Linked DNA regions of Rattus norvegicus: region 2 is linked to region 1. The links are chromatin contacts, called in public Hi-C maps. All regions are on one chromosome and are shown on one strand. Each heading gives the region's core, a stretch centred on a gene start, on an enhancer-like site or on the middle of the called end of the contact. The rest is flanking DNA. Distances are from core to core; before and after follow the strand shown. Region 1 holds the start of Dis3l (DIS3-like exosome 3'-5' exoribonuclease). Region 2 holds the start of Rab11a (RAB11a, member RAS oncogene family).

Evidence for each region. A called contact is a pair of places that touch in the nucleus more often than the background predicts.
Region 2: a Hi-C map of liver shows a contact between it and region 1, with 2.2 times the contacts expected there. The contact joins the promoter of Rab11a here to the promoter of Dis3l in region 1. A contact is called at or near these places in 3 of 12 Hi-C or Micro-C datasets (frontal cortex, liver and mammary epithelial cells) and 1 of 1 datasets of contacts at active chromatin or transcription factors (oligodendrocytes).

Annotation. Positions count from the first base shown.
Region 1 is chr8:73,733,107-73,737,147 of GRCr8, forward strand. It overlaps Dis3l (DIS3-like exosome 3'-5' exoribonuclease), which reads right to left and starts at 2,421. Exons shown (of 17, transcript NM_001008380.2): 1 at 2,168-2,421; 2 at 600-753. The coding sequence starts at 2,306.
Region 2 is chr8:74,140,276-74,144,148 of GRCr8, forward strand. Rab11a (RAB11a, member RAS oncogene family) reads right to left here and starts at 1,409. Exons shown (of 5, transcript NM_031152.3): 1 at 1,305-1,409. The coding sequence starts at 1,344. Trnaq-cug5 (transfer RNA glutamine (anticodon CUG) 5) reads left to right here and starts at 1,750; the gene lies at 1,750-1,821.

The DNA.
Region 1 (4,041 bases), core at 1,171-3,670:
AAGGGGTAATACCTCTTTCACTTAGGTACAAGGCAAGTATTTTAAACTGGTCCAATTAGAAATGTTTTGTTCCGCAAATACAATTACTGTGGCTGATAGTTACAGGACTAATCTAAAAATCAGAATGAGCTATTTTTTAATTTCGTTGAATAAATCACTGGAAGTACAGTTTGCATCTACAATAGAGGAAGATAAGACTTAAATGTATTCTTTTCCAAAGAAAGGAATGCTCCTGAAACAATCTACCTATGAATAATATTAAATAATATACATCATTGGCAAAATTAAAAAGAAGACAAGATTGTGCCACCCGTAAAAATGTAAACCAGATGCCAATTCACCATAGAATCCTAACTATGTCCATCCTGGGGATACTGCAGTTTATTGATCTACAGCCAGATCTTTTGGCCAGGTGTTGAAGCACACATATAAAATGTTACTGCATTCCTCACCAGCAAAGAGAATACCAAATTAGTTTCAAAAATCCTTTCTGTCAAAATAATGAATTCCTCCTCTTTCCCTCTAACAAAGGACCTTTTCTAAAGGGGGCTGGGGAACCTGTACTATAAATAAATAAATAAATAATGCAAAACAAATACCTCCGGCCTCTCTGATGCTGCACAGCTTGACAAGCCGTTTGCATGAAAATAATTCCCTTCAACTCAGGGAACTCCAGGACCTCAAGGTAATCCTGGACAACTTTCCAGTCTGGGATCACATAATGAGTCACTTCAGCAGACAAGAGCTTCCCATCTGAAACATAATTCAGAGTGGAAGCGATTAGGTAACATTTTCAAACCTGGTTTATGACTATTTCAATGTCGCAGTGCTCCCGGTGTGCAAAATAACTTCTCATCTTAATTTCACCTTGAAGTTTTTAAAAGACAAGACAAATCTAGTTTGGTAGAGGCTCAAAGTTCAGATTCATTGCTTCCCCCTCCCCTCAGCTGTGATTAAATACAAGCCCAACATGGTTTATGCTGTTGCCAGTACTTCTTTAAGAGGATGACTGATATTTTAAAAACAAGTACATCCTTGGAAGAAGCTAAATTTCTACTAAGCCGTCACAGCAAGAGTGCACATGTGTGTGTGTGTGTGTGTGTGTGTGTGTGTGTGTGTGTGTGTGTGTGTGTTAATCACTTGTATGTACCTAAAAATTCCAAGGATGTTCTGTTTGAAGCTTCTGAACATGGCTACACTGTTCTAGGATTGAAAGAGAAACATACTAGAAAGGCTGTGCTATACAATCCATGGGCAGCGGCAGGGTTTCCACTCAACTGACACCTGCTTGGTCAAGCTGCGACCTCGATTATGTATTCTGAAAAGACCTCCTCAGGTTCATCTCCCCGGGGGTAACAAACAGCAACATGCTGCCTGAAAATCGGGGAAAGTCTAGCTCCCAGCATTCCCCAGCCTAAGTCCCTAGTCCTAAGATAAAGAGGCTGTCATGCTGGAGAGTCTGCGTACTGGTAGGAGCAGAGCAGGCAATGCCAAAAGTCCAGCAGTGAGCTCAGGAGCAATGCCAGTAGCTACTTTTGGGAGAAAGAAGGTGCCTACGCCCTCAGGTCCCCAGGAAAAACCGAAGCATCCGGTGCCTGCAGGCTCTCGGGCCTCCCATTTGACCCGGCCATTACAGTGGGCTGGTCCTGAGAGGAGCGCCCCTGAAGCTGCAGGCCGGTGCTGTCTGCTTCCGATCACTAGGAAGGACGACCGGACGCACTGCGGACGCTCCAGGGCGTCTCCTGGGCTGCCCAGACTGCTTTGCTCGCTTCGGCTGCCTACGGTCCGCGAGGGTCTGGCTCCGCCCTTGACGCCAGCCCAAAGCCGCCCTTGCTCCACAAGCTGCGGCTCTCCGGTCTCGTTGGGTCCGGCTTCCTTCACTAGGGCCCGGCCACCCTCGCTCCTCAGGCCTCAGCTCCCTTTACTCGCGCCCAGCCGCCCTCGCTACGTCAGGCCCCAGCCTCCCTTGTTCCTTTGGTCCCGGCTTCCCTCGCTCTTCGAGCCCCAGCTTCCCTCTCCGGTCCCAGCCTCCCTCCCTCGCTCCTCTGGCGCCGGCCTCCCTCTCGGATCCGGGCCTCCCTCTCTCCTCCGACCCTCCCTCTCTCCTCCGACCCCGGCCTCCCTTGCTCTTCCCGCCCCGGCCTTCCCGGTCCATCCCGGCCCTGACCGTTGCGGCAGGTGGCAGGTTGCGGGCACAGGGGGCTGTTGCAAGGTACGCTGGGCCGCAGATAGTGTTCGCGCACGATCCTCAGCGTCCGGCCCTGGAAGGTCCTCAGCAGCAGCACCTTCTCCCGCTTCTGCAGCATGCTGGCGGCGTCGCCCGGCACAGTGGCCGGGAAGCGGCGGGCGGCAGGTGGAGGCGAGGCCGAGGCCTGGGGCCCGCCCCTCCGGCCTGGCCGGGCAGGCGGCGGCTTTTGGGTTCCCGCTACCGGGAACGACCTAGCCTACACTGAGGAAACGCCTGGCCCAGCCCTGCCTGCACCTTTGACTCCTCTCTTTGCCTTAGTTGCCCCGGGGCGGGAAAAGTGTAGATAAACTGTTTACCCAAAGAATCAGCGGGTAAGACGGTAGTCTGTGGCAGCTAGTCTAAAGTTCCCTTGTGAAAAGATTATTTTTACTTTCTTTCTACCCACAGGCCGGTGTGGGAAGGGCTTGCCATATTAACAGAGGTAATAACTATTGAGTTTTTTCATCCTTATTTTTGCAATATCTGAAAGAATTGAAAGGCTCAGCAAAAAAATACTGGTAACCCTGCTAGCCAAACCTGGTTTTCCCCTTCAAAATATGCTTATTTTAAATTTTAATGCATGTAAATATTCAAACACTACAGATAAAATGAAAACCAGTCCTTTGGGGTAAACACTGTATAACTTTTATAGCGCTGGCAGCCTCTGGCAAAGGAATTCTTAAAACTGCTATTGATATGATCACTAAGTACTGTGCTTGTAGTGTTTGACAAAAAGGACAGTATCTTGGGAGACCAGACAGCCTCGATTCTCCAAGCACTGGGCCCACTGGAGCTACATTAGCAACTTCATACAGGAGAGTCTCATTTAGCTTCCTTAAATCAAAGGAGTGGGCGTGTATTTTTAATCCTCATTTCACCGTATGTGAGGCTGCATTAAAGGAGCTTAAGTGTCCAAGGATACCTAGTTATTAAGTTTCAGAACCAATGTTCAAGCTAGAAACTGCTCAACTTCAAAGCGGGTTAAGCATCATCTATTCGATGGTGAGTAAAACACAGGGCCTGCACCTAAGGAATTTACTGCTTGGCAACCTTTGGTTAATGTGTCTGACCCAGTTGACTGGAAACACATGGCTCTTCCAGTACAGCTGAAATAAACCAGGACCAGCCTCTCATTTCACCCTCAGGGAATGCATAAAGAGTCACGGTCCCCTCCTCCTTGTACCTTTGTGTCAAATCACTCGGTGAAACTCAAGGTAAACTTGTACAAATGGGAAAATAATGTAGAACTGGCGCACAGGCGACAGTGCAAGGAGGGTTCCTAACGTTCTCCACAAAGAAAGAGGCCCTTCCTGTCTAACACAGGAGTCAGTTCCAGAGAGACCAGACGACACTGAGTAGCCAAAATTGTTCTCTACATAAAAAAATGCTTTAGATAACTGTCCACCAGTCCCTCCCCAGTTCCCTTGCTATCTTTTTAAAGCCACTGGTGCTATGGGGTTGGAGGAATGACTTCGATTAGGTACTAATCTGCCTTTAATATCTCTCTTCAGCACTTTGTAGCTCGAAATTGTCCGCAAATGAACCACCCTTTAAGGAACAGCATACCTAGGGTTTTATGCAGAGTTGATTTTTATCAGTGTTTAAAACAAGGCTGGAGCTTAGTTGGCAGAGGGCTTGCCTAGCAAGCACGAGGTTCTTTGCTGAGCACCGCCCTACCCCCAGGAGGCACACAGGCCTATAATCCCATCACTTGGGGATGTAGGAACAAGATGATCAGAAGTTCGAGGCTGTTCTTAGCTATACAGTAAATTGGAGACCAGCCTGGATGCATGAGATGCTATCTCAGAGAATAA
Region 2 (3,873 bases), core at 159-2,658, 410 kb after region 1:
AAACTCCACCCTCCACAGTAAAGCTTTGCTAGCAAGGGCTTCTTCCTCTCTGGTAATGATCTTTGTTCAACAAATTACTGATGGCCGCCCTTCTAATTCAGGAGCAGAGCAAGACTGCGAAAGTGAGAAGGCATTCATGAACAGAAAGCGTTCACTGTACTCTCTTTTCGCTGAGAACTGTATCCTTTCACTTTGGCCTCTTCGCAGACTCGACCAATAAGCAAGTCTCTATTTACATCCATGTTCTCGTCTGCCGATTCCACATCCCCCCCCCCCCCCGTAATAAATTCTTGATTTGACTAAAAGAGCACGCTACCACTATAACCCTCTCCCACGGTTTGGGAAAGGTATGTGGCCAACCAGGGTTCTTCCCTTCCTGTTGGATCCTCCCAGTATTGCAGCAGGAAGCAACCAGTCCACAGTGATAAGCTAGCTAGTATTTGTGCAGCGCACAACCTTTCCTGTTCAGAAACTGGGCCTTCAGGTCTGGCAGGGATAACAGCCACCACCCATCCGCAGCCCCTTCTCGTAAGCCAAATAAAAGAGTTATCCCGGTCTGATTAGCTGGGCAGGGACAAGAGAAGGAAAGGGGTAAAAAACAAACAAAAAACAAACAAACAAACAAACAAACAAAAAAAAACCCCGCGAGGTGGGAAGTCATCTGCCTGCTGGACACTGCGACAAGTGCACGAACGCCAGAAGTGATGGACAGCCCCTCTTACCCTCCCCTTCTCTCCCTCCCACAAGCCAGGTCGCACCGGAGCGCTAAACATTACGAGAAGAGGAGAGACTCAGAGTTGCCCGTCTGTGGGGAGGGAGGGGACAGTCCGCGGGTACTGACCTCGAGGTCTGCGGGGATGGGGGTGGGGGCCCTGGGACGGGCGAATCTGGCCGAATCCCAGGAAAGGCTCACGAGGAGGGAAGGAAAGGGAAACGAACAGAAAAGAAAATACAAAAACCCATAGAGACAGTGGGCGTCCCAATATAGGTACTTAGCAAAGGCAGGGGCCTGTCAGAGGGGGATGTGAGACCAGCAGCAAGCATCCAAGAGGAGGGGCTCGAGACGCCCGAAGGAACTGCACCGCCGTGAGGAGCGCAGCCATCCGGGAGGACACAGAGCGAGGGGCGCCGCGGCCTGACAGGCCTCCCAAGGGCGCGGGTACCCGGACGAGCAGCGGGACCCCCGTCGGGGCGGCAGGAAGGAAGCGCCCAGGCGGACTCTGTCCTGGGCAGGGCTGGCCTTGCGCGGGTCCCCCGGGAGTGTCTCCGGCCCCAAATGGGCTATCGGTGGTCCACGGCCTCACCTTTAAAGAGGTAGTCGTACTCGTCGTCGCGGGTGCCCATGGCGCGGCCGAGGAGCTGAGGGGCGGGAGCGGCGGTGGTAACGGCGGCGGGACCAGGGGGCGTCGCTGCAGGGGTAACCCGAGCGAAGAGCTTGAGCGGCCGGACCCGGTGAAGAGCCCCGCCCTGTCTGCGTCACTTCCGAAAGGCCCCAGCCCCTCACAGAAAGTACTTCCGGAGAAAAGGCACCCCGCCCATGAGCTATGCAGGGTGGAATTCGCTGAAGTAGACTCCACATTCTCACACGGCTTGGGAACTCTTACAGGAAAAACAATCTTAAGACGCTCCTTAGAGCCTTTGGCTTGTTTTTCACCCAACATTCAGGGAAGAGAGGAGTAGGTCTGACTTCCGGTTGGGGGCGGAGTTTTGTTAGTATTAGACACCCGAAGGCTATGCTGCCTTCGTGCTGGTTCCATGGTGTAATGGTTAGCACTCTGGACTCTGAATCCAGCGATCCGAGTTCAAATCTCGGTGGAACCTGCTCTTTTCTTATCACTCTTAATTCATTTTGACTACATTAGTTCATAACAAATAATAGAATAACCTCGTTATATCCGCTTTTGGATTGAACCACATATAGCCTTTACCTATGAAGACTACACTAATCAATCTCTTCAATTCAGTAGTGTCTGCTACATGGAGACCTAGTAATTAAACTCTTAGTTCTTTCTTAGCCTTGAAGGAAGTTTGCTCCTTGATTCCTTTTGCTGGAATTTTATACCCTCAGCTTCAGTTAAGGATACGCACTCCTCACCCACTCAATCTCTCCAGAAATCTCTCACACTATCTCCAGATGTCATTAAGAGAACTTCGCCCACCCTCCTCGTAAGGATTCATCAAGATCTTGAGTCCTATTTTCTGGCCTTCGAACTAAGCCCGATTAAATAAATTTTAACAGAAGAAGAATGACAATTTCCATTCTAGCGAATATCAGTGTTAAAGACTCAAGAAATTTGCCACAGCGTCTCCTCAGAGTTGTTTTGTTCTTATTGTTGTTTGAGGTGGTTTCACTCGCATAATGTAGCCCAGGCTAGCCCTGCTGTCCTCCTCGGCCCCCTCCCACTCCCACTTCCTCACGCAGAGGCATAGTCACCTAATAATTCCTAGGAAGCAGATGTTTGGTCATGAAAAAGGAATTCAGCCTTCAGATGGAATTCAAATTGCTAATCACTGACCTTAAGCAGGAATATTATCTTTGATTATCTGAGTAGGCTCAGGGTAGTCCTTACGGTCTTTCCAAAGTTGGAAAGGAGGATTGTCAGCAGGGACTAGACGTTCTTCCACACTGCCACCAGCTGTCTGAGGAGTTCCCTTATCTATTAGGGACCTGGATTCTGAGAAAAGCTGACTCTTGGCTTTGCTGCAGAAAAACCTTTCAGGATGAGCCAATATGAGACAATCAGAATTTATTAGAAGAGATTTTAGTATAGAGTTTAAGCTCTATGCTTGAAAGGAAGTGAGGGTCTCAGAAAGAAAGGTGTGGCCAAGAGCACGACTAGGAACGTCTCAGAGAGAACTCTTTTAAAAAAAAATAGAGATCTGCTGAGGAATCTGAGATCACAGGACTGCTCCTATTTGGTGAGTATAAACTCAACTGAGAGGGTAAAATCCAAGGTCACAAAGAAGGGTTACAGAGGAACTAGGGATGTTTTCACGGTAAACAAAGCTTTAGCCTTGTTTATGAGATCTGGTGGAAGAGTGTGGCCATACTTAATCAAGTCTTAGTCCTTAAGGATAGTCCACTGCTGTTTAACATTCTCTCTGTAAAGGAAACGTTGTAAAGACCATCACTAGCCCAGGTGTGGCTACACATGTTTTCAATCCCACTTGGGAGGCAGAGGCAAGTATTTCTATAATTCAAGGCCAGCCTAGTCTCCATAGTGAGTTCCTGGCCAGCCAGTGTCACAAAACAAGAAAAACATAACACAATAAAGGCCATCCCTACAGCTGGGGATGGCAGCACCTGTGAGCCCAGCACTCATGAGGTTGAGGCAGAAAGTTGCAAGTTCTAGGCCCCTCTGTTGAGATTCTGTCTCAGAGGTGTTGTGCATCTCCTTCATGACAGCTCAGCAGGTAAAGGCACCTGCCACCAGGCCTGAAGGGCTGAGCTCAATCCTAGAGACCTAGGAGGAAAGAACTGATTCCTAAAAGCTGTCCTTTGACTCCTACAACACACACACACACACACACACACACACACACACACACACACACAAAATAAAAATATAGTTTTAAAAGGAGGAAGCATTCTTTCTCTTTTTTACTTTCCCTTAATAAATCTACAGTGTCTCCACAATAATAAAGACTATCACCTCCACATTGGCGACCTTCACAGCAAGGGTTAATTGCATTGGAATTGTTCATTACTAGCTAGAGAGAGAGACTTCAGTCAGACTCTAGAATGGCAGCCCTTCTGCCTCTCCAGGTCCCCATAACTGTCCCTTTCTATCTTGTCTCAGGCGCCATGTGTAGGAGCACATGGCTGCAACTCCAGTTTTAGGGGATCTAATGCCCTCTTCTGGCTTCTGGCCT